2 separate regions of the Zea mays genome follow, and region 2 is linked to region 1. Evidence: chromatin contacts called from public Hi-C data. All regions are on one chromosome and are shown on one strand. The core of a region is the stretch at or near the end of the contact, and the rest is flanking DNA. Distances in the headings are between cores, read along the strand shown. Region 1 has its middle 65 kb from the start of LOC100275567. Region 2 holds the start of LOC100273915.

Region 1 (4,970 bases), core at 2,327-4,826:
TTGGCATAGATTTGGTTGAAGACTACATTGCATATCAAGTATGGCCTCTGAGAGGAGGCTGGACGGTTGGTGAGGTTATGCGACAAAGGATGCTGTTGAAGAGCGCTTTTTTCTAGAAAGATGTTATGGTTGTAAGTAATGCTTTCGCTTTTGAACTTGGCAGTCGTGATGGGGCAGCCTCATTAGCAAAGTTGAAGCGGAGGTTGTGAAATATGTTGGGAAGTATTCAGCGAAGACTGAGATGACGAAGATCTTGGAGATCTAGGATGGCAACATTCGCTTGAATCGGGTCTTCGAAATGAATGAGCTGGAGTACGGGCCATATCCCGAGGATGCAAAAAGGAAATAGAAGAGGAAGATTCAGGTGTTACTGTGAAGTAGGGATGAAAGTGGTAATCCGAACTGTTAGAACAAATTTAATATTTTAAAATAGATATGTATAAAATTTGATGTTGATCTTTTTTATGTTATCAAGCACATTAGTATAAATATGAATAAAATATTATATAAGTTGTTTTATGTATTATTTGCTCCCTACAACATAAAAAGTTGAAAAAATTACCGATTTTGTTTCCGAATCCATACCGAAGTTTATATCTATTATTTGAGAAAGTGTAGGATGAATTTGAGGTTTACCTTTTATGAATCTTAACAAGCTGGATGTTAAAAATAAGAATACAAATTTATATTGTATATTTTATATCCTATTTGTTCGCAATCAAAGGAAAAACTGATTACCGAATAAATACCGTTTCCGACCGTTTTCATCCTCTGAAGGGTAAGGAAGTTGCGGAATGTGGCGATGATAGGGGTGAGTTGAAATGGAAAGCGCTATCTACTGGGGTGGTATGGAGAAAAAACGAAGGGATCAAACTCTCCAGATGAAGCAGAGGTTGTGTCTTGAGGACTTTGCTGGTTTGGGTGTTGTGGTGACTGATTTTGCTGAGGAACTGGCAGAGACAACGGGTGAAGCTACTTCACCTAAGTCTCTAATGGCAGCTCATGCGAGGTCGGCCACAGTTACCTGGGGGAATATATATTCCTGATGCTGCTGGCGAGGACTTCAAACTGAATAGGTTAGCTAAATCTCTCAATATTTTTCCCTATGGTTGTAACATTGGAGATATTTTGTAAGTGCTCATGGATTAGGACCTGAGCTCAAAATCCAAGAAGCAAAAAGAAGTTATTCGCATCGTGGACCAGTGAAGGTCAACGAAGACCCAGGCCATGAAGGCGGTGGGGTCAAAGGGCGGCATGGCAGAGGCCACTAAGGCAGAGACGGCCAGGGCTGAAGTGCGGTAGCCTCTACCCACACCGGTGCCTGCTGAAGGAGGGGTGGCAAAACATGCGCTATAGGATGTCGAAATCGGGGTGGCATCTCCCGCGGGGCGAACGCTGTGTCGATTTATGTCTACTTCACAGAGAGCTTGCTTAGCGACGAGCCCCTGACGCTTGGACTGGCTGGTGCTGGTAATTTTTTTGCTTCATACTCGTGCACATTATTTTTTGCATGCTTTGCCTTTGACTTCGCGCTCCACTGGTTTTTTTTTTTTTGTTTGTGCAGACGAGGGGATGAACCTTGTGGCCAAACCACGCAGTGAGCCCACCAAGGCGGTTGTCGATGTTGTGGTGGATCCATGGGCGAGATTTTGCTCGGTTGTTGATAGTGGTAGGGACCCAAGGTCTGCTTCGTCAAGTGCGGTCCCTAGAGCGGCCGCAAAGGCTACAGAGGAACAATTACGATATGTGAGTTTTAGTTTACTTCGATTTATATTTTTTTGATGCGAGATTTGTTGTGTGTGCGATCATTGGTGTTTTGATTTACCGTATATTTCTTTTCTATCTTGTTAATGTGCAAACGTGGTTTACTTTTATTATTTCGTTTTTTTCCTTTTTTAATCATTTTAGGTGTTTGTCCCCATTGTGTATCGGGCACACTGGGTGGTATATTGCATCAACATGGTTCATAAGCAAATCGACATTCTAGATCCTCAGAAATGAGAGGAGTCAGACAAAGATCTATCCACGCTAGATTTTGCTTAAATGCTCAACAAAGGTTATCTGATCTATAGACTGTACATAGACGTGAAGTTCCCTGACATAGCACAGTGGGGGATGCGTTTTATTGTAACACCTTACCAAAGAGAGTCATCGGACTGTGCCTTTTTTGTCATGTTATTCATGGAGTTCTACAACAGAGCAGATCGGGACTTTGAAACTATGATCAACGATGTAAGTCAAACAAACCAAGGTCAGTAAGTGATATAGTTGTACAATAATAAATTTATACTAATCAATAATAACTTCATGATGTACAGTTATATATGGTTGATCATTAATAAACTTGATGTTAGTAAGTAGTATTTTTAGAACTTCAGTACCAACTACATGCATATTGTTCAATACTAACTATAGATTGGTTAGTACTAACTATAGATTGAACAGTAATAACTACATATTGCTAAGTAACAACTAGATATTGTACTGGATACATATATATCATTCAGTAATATTTTTAGATTTGACAAACCATTGTTATGTTGTATGTTATTTTTTCGCAGGAAAAAGTACAACAACATCTTGCTCAGGGCACGTATCCTCTACTCCATGTTGTTTCATTTCATGAACAAAGCAAAAAAGGCATTTCCCTATTACCCTAGAGAAGTATGATCCTCCGTCGCTCTTCCCATTTCAAGACGTGCCTAGCTCAGCCCTAAATCGTTAAAAACAATATTATTTGTGTCATATGTAGTACAACTTCCTAATGTGATGGGATGTAAAAAACACATACATTTCTCTCCCTTGCGTGGGTTTTGTGAACTTATTTATACTACCAAACAGAAGGGAAATTGTTCGGATTATTATTTACGAAATGTTCGGTTATTATTGAAGCAATGTTTGGATATTACTAACGGTTTTTTCGGTACTACAAAGAAACGATCAATTATTACAAAAAGAACATTCGGTTTTTTAATCAAGAAACGTGCGTTTATTACCGACAGTTTTTAGGGCACTACAGAGAAAACATCAAGTTTGTTTTTTACTGCAAAATCACACGTTTATTACCGCAAGAACGTATGGCTTGTTACTCAAGAAACGTGTGTTTATTACCGATAGTTTTTCCTGAGTACTATAGAGAAAAGGTAAAGCTTGTTTTTTTAACTGAAAATCGTGTGTTTATTACTGAAGAAATACTCGATTATTACTGGCGAAAGTTCAATTATTACCGAAGATTTCGAACCACTAATGAATACCATCGCACCCAAAAAATGCACACGAAGTTACTTCATCATGTACAAAAAAGGAAAAAGTGATGCTATATATATTGCATCATGATAGATTTTGAGTGTGCATTATGTTGAATTTGTAATTCAAGTTTTATCATAATCAGAAAGAATAGAAATTAGAAAAGAAATAAGAAATAGAAAATAAAAAGGAGCTCTTACCTTCCTGGGCCAGCTTCTCCACCTTCCGGCCTAGATCCCCGCACCCGCGAAGCCCATCTCCAGCCAGCCCACACCATGCCAGCCTTGCTCGTCCGCACATCTCAACCTAGGACACGCGCCGATATGTGGGCCCCACTAGCCAGTCTTCCAGCCACGCTCGTACACCACTTGTCTTCACACATCGACAGACCTATGGGGTCCTAGCGACATCCTCAATACCCACCCAACACACACAGATGAGAGCACCTAGAGGGGGTGAATAGGTGATCCAATAAAATTCAACTCAAATAGCCACAAAACTTAGTTATTAAAGTTAGAACGGCTAAGTGGCTTGAAACGAGCTCTTGTGAACACAGACAATCAAAGAGAAAGCACACAAGAGACACGCAATTTTTATCCTGTGGTTCAGCCAAGTAACACTTGCCTACTTCCACGTTGTGGCGTCCTAATGGACGAGGGTTGCACTCAACCCCTTTCAAGTGATCCAATGATCAACTTTAATACCATGGCTTTCTTCCTTAGTCTTTTCTCCCGTTTGCGAGGAATCTCCACAACCTGGAGCCTCTCGCCCTTACAATAATGATCACAAAAGAAGCACAAAAGTAAGGGAGGGGAGAGCAACACACACAAGACTCAAATCACAGCACAATCACGCACACAAGTCACAACTTGAGCTCAAAACACAACTCTCGGAGTTCACAACTCAAATGGAGCTCAAGTCACTATATCAAGGAATCAAATGCGCGAAGTTGGAGTCTTGGAGTCTTAGAATGTTTCTCGTAAGCTTGGGTGACTCCTCCATGCGCCTAGGGGTCCCTTTTATAGCCCTAAGGCAGCTAGGAGCCGTTGGAGGCCAACAAGGAAGGATATCCTTGCCTTCTGTCGGGTGGTGCACCGGACAGTCCGGTGCGCCACCGGACAGTCACTGTAGACGGTCCGGTGTCGATCTCCTTCCTATTCTAGCGCATACGACCGTTGCATCTCCGGGCCAGATGGCGCACACCGGACAGTCCGGTGCCCCCTACCGACCGTTGGCGTGGGCCACACGTCGCCCGTGGATTGCGCGGCCGACCGTTGCGCTGGCGACCGTTGGCTCACCGGACAGTCCGGTGCACCACCGGACAGTCCGGTGAATTATAGCCATACGCCGCCGATTTTTCCCAAGAGTGGCATGTTCACCGGACACTGTCTGGTGCACCACCGGACAGTTCGGTGTGCCAGACCGAGCAGGACTTCGGCTGCACCAAGCCAAGTCATTTGCAATTCTTTTCTTCTCACTGTTTCTAGCACTTAGATAAAACATATTAGTACTTAAAACTATGTACTAAGTCTAGAAACATACCTTCTCTTCGATTTGCACTTCTCTCTTCATTTAGCATATAAGAACTTATTTAAATGTGTTGGGCACTTAATCACCAAAATATAATAGAAATTGCCCAAGGGCACATTTCCCTTTCAACAGAACACTAACATGTGGCACTACAAGAGCTACAGTCATTTTCGGCGGACAGAAGCCACTGAAAA
Region 2 (4,584 bases), core at 1,701-4,200, 260 kb after region 1:
CAATTGGTTTCATGTAAGATAGAGTGGCTCTAAAAAGAATATTATGCTCAAATGTTTAACCATCTGGCTCCCTAAAATCTTCCGGATGGAGACGCTCCTTGGCTCAGAGCCGCTCCATCCCAACTGGCTCCGGAACCAAACACTACCTAAAGAGAGCAAACACATCCTAAAGTTCGGCATGTTTTTATCATTTCACAATTTTTCATGACGTCCACTCAAAATCTAGATAGTTTTTAACCTGTTGCAACATATTCTGGAGCTGCATAACCTCTTGTGCCCATGACCTGTGTAGAAACATGGGTCCTGTCCCCAGTTGGACCTGCTTTTGCCAAGCCAAAGTCTGAAAGCTTTGCATTGAACTCCTACATTGATGAGAAAGAAGTTAAGGAAATAATAAAGCAAGATTTGCCAAAAAAAAATAGAAGTTTGCCCAGAACAAGGATGAGTAGACATTTCATGTATACCGAGTCAAGGAGAATGTTTGATGCCTTGAAATCACGATATATGACTTGGTTCTCAGCATCATGCAGAAATGATAAACCCTTAGCAGCCCCAATTGCAACTTTGAGTCTTGTTCCCCAGGATAAAGGATCCGCACCTCCTGAAACAACAGAAATTTTCTGCTGAACTAGGTAGAAATAGGAAACGACAGATTCCAGAAGAAAAAGGTTGCATTAGAATAAAAAACATACGTCTGAATAGATGATTTTCCAAACTTCCTTTAGGCATGTACTCATACACCAGAAGTCGGTGATCACCATCTGTGCAATAACCAATGAGTTTGACAAGATTCTGGTGGTGAAGTTGGCCAAGGTAGTCAACCTCTGTCTGCAGGAGAGCAACCACAGTAAACACAAACAGATAGGCCTTGAGAAATATGAGAATATGGGCTAAAGCACTGGCAAACATACCAGCCACTCCTTGTGGCCCTGAAAACCTTCTGGTTTTAGCTTCTTGATGGCAACAACCATACCGCTTCCTGGCTTTGAAGGGGCAAGAGTTTGCTCATCAATCCAGCCTTTGAACACATAGCCAAATCCTCCTTCCCCAAGAAGACTGTCTGATCTGAAGTTCCTCGACGCAGTTCTGAGATCACCAAACGAGAATGCCTTCAAATTTGGTGATGACAAGATTTCCCCTTCTGTCCTAGGAGTAGGAAGCTCTCGACTATCTTTGTATGAGGCTACAGTCCATGTCGACCGAGTCGAACCAGTCTTGACCGTCGAAGGGTTGGACGATGAAATTGATTTGCTCCCTGCTTTCGATTGATCTGACATGTCAACAATAACCACCAAAACACACTGTGTAAACCACATAGCAAAAAATCATGCATAAAGTAAGTTGCTTGTGGCTAGTTTAATTAATGATCGAAATCCTTCACTTTTGCTGATAATGTGGTTCAAGACATAAGTCTGGTCATGGTAACAGACGTACAGTATAAATTAGAAAATCAGCAAGATGCAACAGCTATAACTATACTCCTAACATCGACCAGCCAAAGTGAAACACTCTAACTGTGCAAACACGTAAACGTTCAGGGAATAAAGTTCCTGTTGTCTCAGAAAAACCATGATAATTCCAAAAGATTGGAGCTCTGGGGCTGAGCTTATTAACTAATCTAACCAGACACTGCCTCCCAAAGGACACTTATTGTATCACAGGAAGAACCAAATTACAGATTAATTAACAGCCAAGTTCCTACACTTCTGGAAAAAAAAGAGACAAATGTGAAGACGAAGTGGCAACGCTAATAGAACTACAATCTACAAAATCGGCAAGTAGCAATACACGATGGGCATTACTGGTAAGTTCCACCTTCCAATCCATCAAGATAAAGCAAGGGTGCTGCTCTTTTTTAGATAATGTAACGAGACACTTGCTGCCAAGGCCACTCCATGAGTTGGGACCAAATTCTATGATTCAAACAACATTATGGCTGGGCGTATCATAATACCAATTTGACACTCTCTGCCTATAAGTGGGTAATCAATTCCGAACTGGAAAATGGAAAATGATAACTCCTTCAATTTACAAAACGAAAATATCCATTTCCTCTTCTATGAAAGAAATACTGACACTCCACAGTAAATAAATAGGGAAAAGAAGAAAGCGATGGCACATAGACAAGCATACACAAAAATAGAGTAGGCAGCAAAAGGCTAGCAGCAGTAGCAACACAATAATGAATCATGGTGAAGGAAAAGGCGCGCATATGGAAGGTCCACCGATCAACGCTGGAGCGCCCTGTCCAGCCTCCTCGGAGCAGACAGCCATTAGGCTGGATCTGACTGAGGATCGTTCGTTTGACCAGGAATGGACCAGGATTCGTTATAGCTTATCAAAATTTATACAAATTAGAGAAACAATAAGGCTAGGATTCGTTCCAGGCCTACAATCCATGAAAACCGAACAAGGCCTGAGGAATCAGAAGAGACGAGCACAGAGCAGCAAAGCAATAGGAGCAGTTGCTTAGAAATCGAGCGAGAAGAGGCTCATGCACTCACAGGAGGTGTTGTCCACCGGCACCGCTTTGTCCATGCAGTTCCCCATCTCCACCCTCCGCTGACGCCGGCCAATCTACCGGCGACACATCGACCGATCCGGTCGCCGCGATGCCTCTTGGGTGGGAGCTGCTAGGAACAGCAAGGTCGGAGTCAACGCCAGGAAGCTCCGCCACCAACACAACAGCGCACTCCTCCAAAATCCAATCTTTGGAGGATCTGAGGGCCGAGCCCGACTGCCACGCCAACCCGCGCCGGCGGAAGCACGTAAGAACGAACGTGTGCGTGTCCCCGCCTGAGTCAAGTCAACCCAGGCCGGCGGCTGAGCAGTGTCGTGTCGTGTGGATGGGGTTCGCCAGTAGGAGGCATATGTCGCGGGCGCGGCCAGCCCAAGGCCACCAGGTTTTGGAGCGGAACGGAAACGCGGAAGGCGCGAGGAGAGCCTCGCTGTCTGGTCTCCGGTGGGCTGCTACTAGGGTGGAGTAAAGAAATGGCCATGAGCGTTGAGTAGGCAAAGGTTTTGCGGTTTTCTAGTGGCTAATGTGATATGGTCTCTGTTGAAGAAATGATGGGGTAGTTCTTGTGTTGCTCACTTTGTCAGTGTCAACGTGATGTAACGAATTTGTTTTAATGTGTACAATATTATTATTTGCGCGGGCTCTGATGTAGTAGTATTAGGTATAGATATTTTAAAGACGCAATAATGTCTGATATTTCTATGGTCTTGCTTTTAGTAAACACTTAAAAAGACTTGGATATTTCATGCCCATGAGCACTCGATTTCTTATACTTTCGCTCACCAAATTGAGATGGGTCGCCTCACAGTCCATATAGGTCTTCAACTTGCTGCTGTTTTTTTTTGTTTCTCTCTCTTTTGCCAAAAAACGTCACAAAATATTTAGAACATATACTTGCAACATACATGTATAACGTTACAATAAATACAACATTCGCATATAATTTTGCAATACTCAGATAAAACACTTGCAACACATGTCTAATACAAATGAAACATTTAGAACATATATTTTAAAATATATTTATATTCATTACAAATATATGCACCATCTAGATATACTTTTACAACATTCATATGAGACACTTGCAACATACATCTAAAACACATGAAACATACATTTGCAATATGTGCTTTTAACAATATCTCCTTGTTGCTTGAGTGAATGGTGTTTCGGTGGCGTGTGGTTGTTATAGAGTTGCTCGTGACATGGACCTTGCTAGAAACATAGAGTTGGGTGGCTACACACAGATGGCAAGGTGGGGCGGTGCGGCGAACGACAAGAAGAATAGGTGGGATGGCCAGCAGGAGCCCAGATGTCATGGAGAACGCTAAGGCGACATGGTCGCGATGGTGCCTAGTCATGGCACAGATGTGGAGCTAGGTGATGCTGCATAGACAGAGAGGTGGGGGCGCTGCACGGCGATGACAAAGAAGATGGACAGGTGTGATGGCTGGCAGATGTTGAAGAAGGGCACGACAGTTGGGTGGGTACGTGCCTATGGTAAGCGACCCCCACGCTAGGGAAGACTATAATGGGCAGATGGAGAGTGTGATGACTGTTATGACCAATTATTTTTAGCATCTAGTTGGGGAGCATGTTTGTTGGTCCAATCCGTAGGCATGGTAAAGAGCGCCAGGACTAACGAACACCCCACAAGAAGTATTTCCAAAATAAAGTTTTTTTTATCTATGATACCTTGTCTTATACACATCTTGCTCATTCACTATGAGATCCAGTTCCCTACTCTATCCACTTTTATTCATCTTTAATTTAGCGGCTCCCATAAGTCACTATGGCACCATGACAAATTGCAGTACTCGACTCCCATGGCCAATTGTGTTGCATGTGTTATCCTACTACCTAGCCTTGACACCAACCATCATAAAGCCAATCACCTCAACTATTGTGGCCACTCTATGAAGCTCGAGTGATTATTAATAATCATAAAAGTAGGCTATTTTTAAAGTAAAACAGAATATAAACCATGACAATCACATGTACTAGAAGGATCATTGCTCATATTCTAGTTAAATTAAACATCATAAACATAAATAGTAGTATGA

Evidence for each region. A called contact is a pair of places that touch in the nucleus more often than the background predicts.
Region 2: a Hi-C map of ear shows a contact between it and region 1, with 1.7 times the contacts expected there. The contact joins the promoter of LOC100273915 here to the enhancer-like site in region 1. A contact is called at or near these places in 2 of 25 Hi-C or Micro-C datasets (ear and tassel).

What each region holds. Positions count from the first base shown.
Region 1 is chr1:248,453,830-248,458,799 of Zm-B73-REFERENCE-NAM-5.0, forward strand. No RefSeq gene overlaps it. Among protein-coding and RNA genes, the nearest start is that of LOC100275567, 65 kb to the left of the region's middle. Within about 2 kb of position 3,577, at least 17 of the 20 cell types and tissues checked have an H3K27ac peak or open chromatin away from gene starts, as enhancers often do. A contact at or near this core is called in ear and tassel, where this site is marked.
Region 2 is chr1:248,712,957-248,717,540 of Zm-B73-REFERENCE-NAM-5.0, forward strand. LOC100273915 reads right to left here and starts at 2,951. Exons shown (of 6, transcript NM_001196768.1): 1 at 2,505-2,951; 2 at 912-1,270; 3 at 693-828; 4 at 465-601; 5 at 239-362. The coding sequence starts at 2,550.